Linked DNA regions of Mus musculus: all the other regions are linked to region 4. A link is a contact called in public Hi-C and promoter capture Hi-C data. All regions are on one chromosome and are shown on one strand. Each heading gives the region's core, a stretch centred on a gene start, on an enhancer-like site or on the middle of the called end of the contact. The rest is flanking DNA. Distances are from core to core; before and after follow the strand shown. Region 1 holds the start of Nmd3 (NMD3 ribosome export adaptor). Region 2 holds the start of Ppm1l (protein phosphatase 1 (formerly 2C)-like). Region 3 holds the start of Smc4 (structural maintenance of chromosomes 4). Region 4 holds the start of Tiparp (TCDD-inducible poly(ADP-ribose) polymerase).

Region 1 (2,777 bases), core at 91-2,590, 4.2 Mb before region 4:
TGTAAGATCCGTTTCTCGTTTCTCTTGCATCTGACTCGGCTAGTGGGTGCCCCCTTTGTTCTGAGCATCTACAATGCGTAGATGCGAACAGGCCCCCTTTACAGGGACCCACAATGAACAGTAAAGGAAAATGTACGTATTCCATGAAAACAGAAAGGAGATTATTAAGGAAAGGAAAGGGACCTGTGAGGGGGTAGGAGGGTTAAGGAAGATCAATGGTAGGGTAAATATGAACGCTGTACAATGTTAAATATGCGGACCCTCCTATATACATGAAAATATAATGAAACCCTGTATTTTATGTTACAAAGTAATTTTTAAAAGGAGAAATAGACAAAAATACAGGACAAGAAGAGCACCTATGCCTACCGATGCTCTAAGCTACAGGAGTATAACTCTATAGTGTACTGGAGGCAGAAAAATTTTGTGAAGCAGGCCTGACATAATCGCAGCACTTGGGAGGCTAAGGCTGAAGGGACAAGGCTCTCAAGGTCAGCCGTGGCTACAGAGTGAATTCCAGGGCCAATCTAACAGGACTGGCTCCATCGAAAGTAAGATTTCAACGAAACAGCAGAAAAAGTCTGTGAACCTCCGCCACCGTGGCCCACGGCTGCCCAAAGAAAACTAAGATAATCTTCCAGTGGTGGCCACTAGCTGCACGTGAGCACCGCATACCATGTGGCTAGCACGACAGAGGAGCCGGGTGACAACCGTACACGTCCACTCGTGCCCCTCTAGGAGGACGTCTTCTCAAAGCACTCATTTTTTTCTACACCGGACTTAAAATGGGGTAGACTTCCTATGCGATCAAGACCCAACCGTTTTCTCCCACCGAGAAAAGGACCTCTCCTGCTAGCGTTAACCGTTTTCTCGGTATTTTACGATCTGCAGACGCCAAGGGATCGATCAGGGCGGGCTCGCAACTCACATGTGTCCCGGGCTGTGCTCAATGGACTCTGCCATGTACTCCATGGTTCGCGCGCGACCTATCAAGGGGAGGGAAGGACCGGTGAGACTTGGATCCATCAGGTCGAGTCTCCTGAGTTCGGGGACAGCCATGCGTGCGGCACACAAGCCCGGGGGTCGCGAGCCGCCGCCCAGCACGGCCCTTCCGCCCTCCTCCGCGCCGCGGCTCCGCATGCGGCCGGCCTCGGCCCCACACCCACGCCCCGGCGCCCGTGCGGGCCGCTCGCAGCCCGGGTACAGGGCCCGGCTCGCTCCCTCGTCTGGCCGCTGTTGGCGCAGGAGCCGGGTCTCCCACCCAGAACCTACCAGCAGCTCCGTGACAGGGCGAAATACACCCACAGCGGGCAACCCGCCGGCCAGGACGCACTACCGGCTACCTCAGCCGCGCTACACACCTACGAAGATCTCGCGATAGGAGAACCGGAAATCCCGCGTGCTGAAGGGTGCGGGAGAAGGGGACGGGTGGGCGGGGTCAAAGAATACACGTGTAGCAAGGGGCGGGGCCTATGGAGTGAGTGGGTGGGGATACGGGAGACCGGGCGAGCTGAGCAGGCTCGGGACAGTGATTACAACAGTTTGGTGTCTGTGATAGGCTCACCGTTCCACCCGCCCCCGTATCTTTAAAATGCACTTCTCAGCTCCTGGGGAGAGGGCTCAGCAGTTAAAAGCAGTTGTTCTTACAAAGGACCTGGGTTCAATTCCCAGCACTCACAGGGTGGGCTCACTGACGTCTAGAGTTCCATTTGGAGAGGATCTGCCGCCCTCTTAACTCTGAGGCCACCAACCACAAACTTGGTGCATATATATTCATGCGGGCCAAACACTCAAATACATAAAATACATGGATCTTTCTAAAGAAACATGGCCACTGTAAATATCACCATGGACAACTTAAGAGTATCGAATCGCTGTTTACTAAACAGTTGATGCAAAAAGAAAAAGAAAAGAAAGAAAAACTGAAAACTCTCTATTATATTGCAAACACTGTACTTTTAATAGTAAGCAGAAAATATAAAATGTTTTTCATTAAAGAAAAGTATTATTCTTAAAGAAATCATCTGAAACATATTTTTCTCAGAAGTGGATCCACAAAATAGATGAAAACAGGTAAATCCGCAACTGTAACCGAAACTGATGTCAAAAGGAAGACCCTAGCATTTCTAAGGTCCGAAGAGGTGTCAGACGCCCCGGAGCTGGAGTTACAGGTGGTTTGAAACTGCCCAACACAGAGGCTGAGAACCAAGCTCTTCTGGTCCTGGGAGAGAGTAGCAGATGTTCTTAACTGCTGAGCCACCACCTTTCCAGCTCCACACAATCATCTGTGTTTTATAAGACATTTATAATGAACATGGAAATGTAACTACAGTATAAACTTTAGTTACTTGTTTTTTAAAGATATGCCTAATTTCTACTAAAACAGACAAGGGTGTTTATGTTCTCCACTTTTAATAGAGTGTTGGAAGTTTTTAGCTAGGGCTGTAAGACAAGGGAAATAATAAAGGGAATACAAATAAGAAAGGGAGAAACCAAAATATTCTTATTTGCAGATGCTATGATTCTATACATGAGAGTCCTAAGAACTCCAATAGAAGCCTTAGCGTTGGAGGCTGGGGAGATGGCTGAGTCAGTAAGGTGCTTGCCATGCAGGCTCGAGGATCTGAGTTGGATACCCAGCACCTGCATAAAGAGGGGAAAGTGGTCTGAAGAGATGGCTCAGTAGTCCATACTATTATTCTTGCAAAACACTAGAGTTCAGTACCCAGCATCCGTATTATCATCTTTGAATGGCTTATAACTTCAACTCCAGGGGG
Region 2 (3,072 bases), core at 406-2,905, 3.8 Mb before region 4:
CACTGCATAGAGGTCAGGTGTGCCTAACGCCGGCTCTGAGCGCACTGCCACCTCTGCAAAGGCCAGGCAGCCAAAACCCACCACCAGCGAGGCACCCTGTCCCACGTCCTATGGCTCTAGCAAAGTTGGCAGAGTTGGGAAGAAGCGAAGCGTTGCAGCTGGGAGTCCTTCCCTAGCGCGAAGCGAATAGAAGTCGGAGCTTCCTTCACCTTCACCCAGTCTATCCAACTGGTGCAGGCTTCTTCTTTTAGGGGTACACGAAAGACACGACGTTCCTTAACTGCCTCAAACTCTAGAACCGGGACACTGAGGCCTGGTGACAAAGTTCACTGCATATACTATTCATTCTTCCCAGAAAACTAGCAGTTATTAACTGGCTTCTGACCTTGGGAACTTTATATTAAAATGGCACGGAATATCCAGTGTCTCTCGTGTCTCTCAGCTAAAGTGAACGCTCTCATACCCAAGATCTCCTTGGCAGGGTCTTGGGAACTTGACTCACCTTGTCATCACCAGGTCATTACCACGCCCCTCTCACCCCGATCCGACCCCGCCAAGCACGAGACGCCCGGTTATTTACACACACATAGACCCAGAGAACTCCTACCTCGCCGCCGTGCCCATCAAAGATTCCGAAGATGGACGGGTGCGTCTTGTTGGCTAGATCGGTGAGAACTTCGAAGCGATCTTCCATGTGGTCTCTCCGGCCCTGGATGGAGTACACCGCCACATTATGGCTCTTGAATTCCCAGGTCTTGGAAAACTCGGCCTCCAGCACATCAAGTCCTCCAAGACGATCGTTCTGCATAATCTCGGCCACCTTGCCCTTCACCATCTTCACCGCGTCCCGGCTAGACTTAACGATGGTCTTCACTTCGTCCGTGTGGAAGAAGTAACTCCAGAGAGCCAAGCTGATGCACAGCAGGAAAAGCGTCTCGGGTCTCAGTAAGAAGTAGCGCATGATGCGACCCAGCAGAGACAGCAAAGTCATTGTATCCTCTATCATTTATTATCCCTAGAGCCCGGACCAGCAGCAGCGACGCGTGCCCCGCAACTCGCGGGGTCCGAGTACTGCGGGCACTGCCCGCGGGGACCAAGGCGGAGAGGCAGCCCGGGCCGACAGGGTGAACGAACCCACGGCCGCTCGGAACAGTCGTCCAGAACGATGGCAGTTTCCCTTTTGTCTGGGCAGCCCGAAGGCCCGTGCCTGCCGCCTGCGCCGCCTTCCCTCCCCGCGCTCTTTGTGAGACCGCAGCGACGGCGGCGGCGGCGGCCGCCGCGGGTGCCCCGGGTGGGCGACAGGAATCAAGTTAAAGTTGCGCCGAGCCGGTCCGCAACGGTGAAGAGGATTTCGGGGTGCCGATGCCCGCGCGGTCCCTTTAGGGGTCCCCCCTCGCGGTTCCCGGGAGCGATCGGCAGGTGAGGAAGCGCAGGGCGCAAGAGCCCGGCGGCGAGGGTTGCACGTTCCCTCGATCGCCGCTGCAGGCGAGCTTGGGGGACGAGACAGCGGAGCGTTGCGATTTCGTCACACATCCAGGGGGGGTCCCCGAAACAATAAAAGTTTTGCCGGTGCCTGGGCAAAGGCAGGGGGACACCGAGCTGGGAAACGCAGCACGATGGGTGCGGAGCCGCCGGCAGGCTCTGCCTGCCTCTCCCCAGCACCTCTCAGCTCGGCTCGGCTCGGCTCGGCTCGACTCCGCTCGGCTGCTCCCGGCTCCGCTCGCGCTCGCCCCTCCCCTCCCCGCACACGCTCGCCCCGCCCCGCCCCGCCCCGGGAGTGGCGCTTCCAGATGCGTAACACTGTCACCCGGCTGGGGGCCCGAAGGAGCTCGCCGGGGCGGACGCACGTGGGCAGCAGGCGGGTCGGGGGAGAGCCGCGGGGGGTGAGCGGCAAATCCAGCCGCCCAGCTCTAGCCGATTGTCGATTCTGCCTTGGAGGCCGGCTCCCAGGGACAATGTGATAGTGACGTGAGGTCACTGAACGTCGGTTTCTTGGGCGGCACGGCTGCTCGCTGGGGAGCCGGGAGCTGTACCTGAGCCCTCCCCCCCTCCGGCACGCTACACAATGGTACGGTCCACGCCAGACTTTTCGTAGGGCTAGCGAGATGGGACACATTTCTCCTGTCTCAAAAATCGAAAGTGAGTGATTACTTTGGCCACCCGAGGCAGCTGCCACAGAGACCCGCCGGGATCTCCCAAGAGGCAGGACTTGGACTCGGACCGCAAGAGCTATGTCTCTCTGAAGGCAGAACCGGGGATCTCAGAACCGGAGGCTTGACGTGTAATGGCAAACGCCGGAGGACCAGGAAGGGCCGGCCTCTGAAGACTGGGACTGTGCTGGTGGCCACTCATCCATAAGGAACATGCTTGGAGTGTCCCTCAGCGAGCTACTCTGCCTATGGTTCAAGTTAGAAATCCTCTGGAGCCTTGAAAGTGACAACCACCTTCAGTCCTTGCCGAAGATGAGGGCAGGAGTTTGAGTAGGCAAAGGTGGACCTCAGCAGGATAACTTGAAGTTGGGGCAAGGACTGGTCGCCTAGAATATGAAGCAAGTAATCTTTAAAAGGAACTTCTCTTTCTCTCTACCTCTGTCCACGAAGGACGGTGCTGACCCACCGGACTGACGGTCAGGCATCCTGATAGTCTCCCAGCCAGTGTTCCCCCAAACACTTCTGCCTTCTTTTGATCCCAGTTCCGTCTTAAGATATAAAATATAATTACTGCAATAAAATATAACAAAATGTTCACAGTTGGCAACTAAAGTAACTTTAAACAATTTACATTTTGTCCAGATTTTTGTCTATTCTCCGTAACTGCTAAAGTTTCTACAAAAACCTGGACTTCCCTAACAACAACAACAGAAGAAACATGCTTAAGTATTTAAATAATATGACCCCAACAATATAAACATAAGTAGGAATGATGGGAAAGGAATATAAGCAACTGTTAAGAGTATATTTTTGAAAACTAGGATATGTCTTTAATTATGATTATGGCCATAGTTTTCGATATTGTCCACCTGATCGAGAAAATATGAAAATGGGTCATTTCATTCAACATTCAAGAGGTTCC
Region 3 (2,809 bases), core at 126-2,625, 3.5 Mb before region 4:
GCAGTGGAGGGCTTGGTGCCCTTACGCCGCATGGTGGCTGCGGCAGAAGAGTCCCGAGTCAGGTCGGCCCGCAGCTCGCCGCTCAGGCCCCGCAGCAGCAGGACGGGCTCCGCCCAGGACCCACCCCGCCACCGCGTTCCCCAACGCCGCTAGCCAGTAGCGGGTCCCTAGGAAAGTGGCTACTAGGAACCCAGCAGTGGCAACCGGGCGGGACGGGTTTTCCCACGCCCCAGCTACGTGGGGAAACATAGCCGCGCCTGCCATCGCGCCCAGGACGGAGGAATTCGCTCAGGCCACCCCCGCCCCTGTGGAACCATCTCATAAGAGAAGGACGTCTGCTGACAAGTCTCCTCCCGTCGGGGCTGGGGAGTGAATGTGCTCGGAATCGGGGAGGGAGGGAGAGAGGTACAGAGTGGGAGAGAGAGAGAGAGACAAGTTCGTCCAGCTTCGGGGCTGCGTGGCTACTCTCCAGAGCAGCAGCGCCTGCCTGCCCGGGCGACTTGTCAACCCCCTCCCTTCTCCCCGCCATTTAGGTCCTGACGCCCGGACGGCCCTCGGAGAAGTCCAGGTCTCTTTTCCTCATCGCCCCAGCGGAGAGGATGGCCGAAGCCGGAGTCACCCGCCACACACTGCTGAACTGGACTCTGGCAGCGTCTGCTTGGGTTGGGTCACTTTCCGGGATAGTAGGGGGTCTAACCCTCCCGGGTCCGGGGCGGAGTCCCGATGGACGACAGTGTAAGCCATGCCAAGTGCCCAGGAGAGGCTCTGAGTGGGGCTGCAGTCCCCTTAGGAGACAGGACGGATCGGCCTGGGGGAGGGGACGCTCTGGCCGAGCCAGGCTCGCTGCCTCCCCCAGGAAGAGGCGCCGGAGCCGCCGCCCGGCCGCCGAGGGGGAGGGGTGACAGGCACGGGAGCTCGCCGAGCCGCCTCCGCCGCTCCAGCTCCAGGCCTTGGGGTTGCGGGCGCCCGCGGGGCAGGGAGGAGAAAGTGTGACAACCTGATCTAGAAGAGAAGGACTTCACCTGTCGGCGGGTCCACTCCGAGCCGGGCTGAAATGGTGGCACGGCCGACCCCCCGCCTCGCTCCTCCCGGTGTCTCGGCTCCGGGTCCTTCACTCGAAAATGGCGCCTAAAATCCAAACTCGAACGGAAATTCGTTACAAACGCGCGCAAGGGTTTCTGGGACCCGCGAATTTGAAAAAAAGTGCGGCGAGTCCCACCGCCATCTTCGGGCCGTTCGGGCGCATGCGCGGGCTCTACCCCAGGGACCGTGGCGCCGAGGGCCAAGTTACGACTGGGAAGGGAGAGCAAGCAGGGCTACGTCCTTTCTGTGGACTTTAACAGAAATGAGAGTTTCGCACTTCTAGAACGACAGCATTTGAAAAACTGGAGGAATTTGAAAAAGAAGGAAAAAAAACAAAACAAAACAAGCAGGGTCCCGCCTACAATTGTAGGCGGGTCCAAGTTGCCCAATAACACCTTCCAGGGAGAGGGCGGGCTCGGTTAGGGGCGGGGTCAAGAGCCCGCTCGGGTGACTGGCACCTAGCAAGTATCGCGGGAACATGGCAGGGGGAAACGCTCGCAGCGCTTAGAAATCACTATGGTGACGGAAAGGTCGGGAGGCTATTTGGTAACTAGTTCGAGCTCTGAGAGCAGTCGCCACCGCTTTCCTGGAACTTGAGGTAAATTTCTTCATCTCCAGAGCCTTTGAAGAAAGGGCTTGGAAGCGGTAGCGGTCATTAAGACCTAGCTTCTCTTGGTTAGATGGGATGAGCTTTGCGGGAGCATCAGTTATTTTCCATCTTCTTCCAGCCACCAGGGTGTTGATCTTGGGATGTGGAGTTTACAGGTAAAGCGAGGAAACCGGGATTATTGAGTTAACCTTGTAGTCCATTTATGAATAACAATGATTTTTGAACTATTTTGTGTAAGTGACACTACTGAAAGGTGTTGAGTTTAAATAACCATTTGGCCAGCAGGGCTCCTAGTGGGAGAAAGGATTCGCTGGTGATAACTAGTTACCGTTATGGGGGAATTAGTTCATAAGTAGCATTTGTCTTTGTTACACAGTGAAAGGAATAGCAAGGGTTGTTAAATGGATGCGGCAATTCCTAATCCCGAGCGGTTTAGTTTCCTTAATGGGCTTTTAACCTGAGTTTGAGGATAATGATGGTTGGGACAGAGTTTCTGACTCTCCGAAAATTGTATACCAAGTTTTGTGTGTTTTGGCATTGTTTTCCTGAATGTTTAGTGACCCTATAATTTTGAAAAACGGTCTGTATCACTCATCCTCCCCAATGTTAAAGAACCGCTGATTAATTTCGCTGCCCCCAGTAAGTATTTATACAGCAACTTTTAAATTGAGAGCTGTTAGCCTTTCTCTTTTTTTTTCCTCAACCTATTTAGGGTTTGGCATTTTAGAGCACCAATAAACCTTTTTTTTTTAAAAAAAAAGATTTATTTATTATTATAATCTAAGTATACTATAGCTGTCTTCAGGTGCACCAGAAAAGGGTGTCAGATCTCATTACAGATGGTTGTGAGCTACCATGTGGTTGCTGGGATTTGAACTCAGGACCTTCAGAGAAGAGCAGTCAGTGCTCTTAACCACTACTGAGCCATCTCTCCAGCCCACCAACCTTTAATGAATGAATTTACATTGTTCTAAAATATATTATGGCTTTGAGATGCCTAACACTTAGATTCAGTGATTCTCAGGAAGTGCTGGAGAGGACTACAAGTGTGGGAGTCTGGAGGAGTTTGGAGATTGGTGTGGTTTGAATAAACGTTTGCTAATATAATAATGTACC
Region 4 (2,835 bases), core at 216-2,715:
TAAATATTTGAGTTCAGTATGAGCTGGCATTGTTAGAGAAAGCCTCACGAAGGAGGGATCTGACATGAGACATAAATAACTGGAAAGCAGCCAAGCCAGGCGTTATTATTCATCATTCGGTGCTCTTGCCTCAAGGCTCAGTTGGCACAGATTGTGGTATTCCCTCTCCGTATCTAACCCGCCTGTGCCTTCCCCTACGCACGCACACTATCCCCTCCTATCACACCAATCCAGGCAAAATACTAAAGCGATTTTATTTATACTTCTGCACACGCACATGCACGCACGCACGCACGCACACACACACTCGCACGCACACAACTTTTCCTCTTACTGCCCCTCCACCAAACTCGGAAACTCAACTAGGAAGCAGAGGAGTGGAGTGCGGAAGCCACCAGTTCCTCAATTAGTTTGCATAACAGAAAAATAAAAAGATTGGAAGGTCGTTTCCTCCGGTCGCCCGCAGCGGGCAACCCAATCGCGCCACCCTTCACCTCGTGACGCCCCGGTCGTCTGGCACCACGAGCTGGTCACACCTTCCATGGAAACCGCCGGCTCCAAACAGCCAAGGAGTGAGACGCCCGGGTCCGAGCGACGCCTCCTGCCGGCCGCGCTCCGCGCAGCCACGACCTCCCGCCGCGCCCGTTCCACCGGGCTCCGCACTTCGCCGAGAGGGTGAGCATCCCCGCCCTCACCTTGTCCTCAGGGACCCGGGCGCCCCCTCACTCCCGGCCCACCTTCCTCAGGACCCGACCTCCCCGCCTCCCCGAAGCCACTCAAGGCGAGTCCACAATGAATTCCCCCCCACCCCGGCCCTGCCTCCTTCCCGAGGACCGGCTGGCGAGTCCCGGAGCTTGCAGGGCCGAGCCGCAGCGGACACTCCGGGTGGCGGGGAAAAGGAAGGGGAACCGGTGCGGCACTCAAAGTTAACTCGAACACAGCCTGCAAACTTCTGGGCTGCAGCCCGGAACGCGCGCCGGCCGGAACGCTCCCGCAGCGCCGAGCCCTCCCGCAGGGGCTGCCCCGGCTGCAACCCCCCGAGAGGAGTCGCGGGCGGCCCCGCAAGCCCTGCGGCGCCAGTCCATCTATCCACCTGCCCAGCTCCCGGCGCTGAACCCGATCCCACCCCGCCACCGACGGACGCGAGCGCATTCAGCTCTCCCGGGCAGTCTAGGGATCCGCCGCTGTCCCGACGGGGACTCGGGGCGGCGAGGCTGGCGCCCGCCATCCCGCTGGGGGTCCCTCCGCCGCTCGCTGCCCACCCCCCAGCCCCTTTTACCTCAGGCAAGCCGCCCTTCGAACGCAGCCCAGGCGCGGCGTGGAGGGCCGCCTCTGCGCCAGCGGTCCGAGCCGAGGACGAGGGCCGGTGTCTAGGGGTCGTGGGCGGCCGACGCGGCGAGCGGCGCGCGGGCCATTCCGCGGACCTGAGCGCTGAAAGCCGCAACTGCTCTCGAGGCTCCAGCTCGCTCGCCTGTCAGCTCCAGCTCTGCTTTAAGTGGCTTCCGGTCTCCTCCCCCGGGCCGGCTCGTCTTCGGGGAGGGAGGAGCTTCGGGGCCGAGAGGGGGTGGGGTGGGGTGAGGGGGCCGGGCGATCAGTGAGTGCCGGGAAGCTGGGGCCCCGCCTCCCGTGCGCGTGCTCCGGACGGAGGGGCGCGCGGCGGCTCGGCGCTCCGGGGAGGAGGAGGAGGAGGGAGGGGAGTGTCCGCTCGCGAGCGGCCGAGGGTCCCCGAGGCTCTGACGGTTCGCGAGGCCGGGGAGGCTACCTCCCACCCCCCGTGAGCCTGCGAGGAGAGGAGGCGCGCGCCGCGTGGGGCGGACTCCACCTGCCTGCGGACAGATGCAGGGTCACCGTGTTCCGCGGACACCCGGGCACGCGATGTGAGAGAGGCTGTGAGACGGAACGGCCGGTTTCGGTGCGGTTGCCTTTGTTTATCTGCCTCCTTTCAAGACGCCTCCAGATCCCGAGGGGGAAGCGAGTGGCCGCCTCCGCCGCTGCCTCCAGACGGGGTCGCCGGCCCCGCGCCGTACGGGCGGGAAGGCTGAGCCCGCCCCGCCGCCTGTTCCCGGACAGCCTCCGCTAGGGGAAGCCAATGTTAGGGTTTTGACAATAGAGATGCCTATGCGCGTGTTTTGCAGCCCACGGATCACGTAGTGACTAATTCATTTAACAAGTCAGAGCGCCTCTTCCGCGCCGAGCGTGTACTAGGTTTAGAACTACGACCTTCATCACCCAGACCCCACGCCCTGCACTCATAGAGACTTAGGGAACCGAGAGTTAACCTCAAAAATATACATGAAACTGGCATCTGGATTGTAACTTCATGTATTCAATAGCTTTTTGTTGTTGTTGTTTTTTTAGTTGGAAATAAACATTAAATTTGTATAATCCGAATTTAAGAAAAAAAATTAAAAGATCGTACTTATTCAAAAAAAAAAAAAAGGGGATCCTGGAAAAACAGGCTAAGCAGAGGCTGTGGTTCCCAAGTTTTATGGCACTGCTAACCCAGATTAATGATCACCCAGCAGTGTTGTTTCAAATTGCATCAAGTAAAGGCCCTCAGACTAAAGTGGAAAGGTTGGGACAGAATTCAAAGACTAGTATATAAGCAAAATTAAACTATTTTTAAAAAACTATAATAAGATTGCAGTATTTCCAACGTTTTAAAACTGTCCCAACTTTACCTACTAACTTAATGATTACCAAAAATATTTGCAAAAACAATGTTTTAAGTAAATTTATGGTTTTATGTTGGGTTGCATCCAAACTTAATCCTGGGACACACACATGCAGCCCTCATGTCTCCGGTTGAACATACTATATTTGGGGTTAAATCTA

Evidence for each region. Promoter capture Hi-C pulls out the DNA fragments that hold promoters and counts their contacts. A called contact is a pair of places that touch in the nucleus more often than the background predicts.
Region 1: a contact with region 4 is called in a Hi-C map of CD8 T cells, with 8 times the contacts expected there. The contact joins the promoter of Nmd3 here to the promoter of Tiparp in region 4.
Region 2: a contact with region 4 is called in a promoter capture Hi-C map of pre-B cells, with 4 times the contacts expected there. The contact joins the promoter of Ppm1l here to the promoter of Tiparp in region 4. A contact is called at or near these places in 1 of 39 promoter capture datasets (pre-B cells) and 1 of 484 Hi-C or Micro-C datasets (CD4 T cells).
Region 3: a contact with region 4 is called in a promoter capture Hi-C map of pre-B cells. The contact joins the promoter of Smc4 here to the promoter of Tiparp in region 4. A contact is called at or near these places in 1 of 39 promoter capture datasets (pre-B cells) and 1 of 484 Hi-C or Micro-C datasets (embryonic stem cells).

What each region holds. Positions count from the first base shown.
Region 1 is chr3:69,720,618-69,723,394 of GRCm38.p6, reverse strand. Nmd3 (NMD3 ribosome export adaptor) reads right to left here and starts at 1,340. Exons shown (of 16, transcript NM_133787.2): 1 at 1,273-1,340; 2 at 929-986. The coding sequence starts at 972.
Region 2 is chr3:69,315,501-69,318,572 of GRCm38.p6, reverse strand. Ppm1l (protein phosphatase 1 (formerly 2C)-like) reads right to left here and starts at 1,655. Exons shown (of 4, transcript NM_178726.3): 1 at 608-1,655. The coding sequence starts at 1,006.
Region 3 is chr3:69,003,304-69,006,112 of GRCm38.p6, reverse strand. It overlaps Smc4 (structural maintenance of chromosomes 4), which reads right to left and starts at 1,375. Exons shown (of 24, transcript NM_133786.4): 1 at 1,023-1,375; 2 at 1-37. The coding sequence starts at 32. It overlaps Ift80 (intraflagellar transport 80), which reads left to right and starts at 1,543. Exons shown (of 20, transcript NM_026641.2): 1 at 1,543-1,681.
Region 4 is chr3:65,527,077-65,529,911 of GRCm38.p6, reverse strand. Tiparp (TCDD-inducible poly(ADP-ribose) polymerase) reads right to left here and starts at 1,465. Exons shown (of 6, transcript NM_178892.5): 1 at 1,280-1,465. 4931440P22Rik (RIKEN cDNA 4931440P22 gene) reads left to right here and starts at 498. Exons shown (of 2, transcript NR_027955.1): 1 at 498-675; 2 at 747-2,429.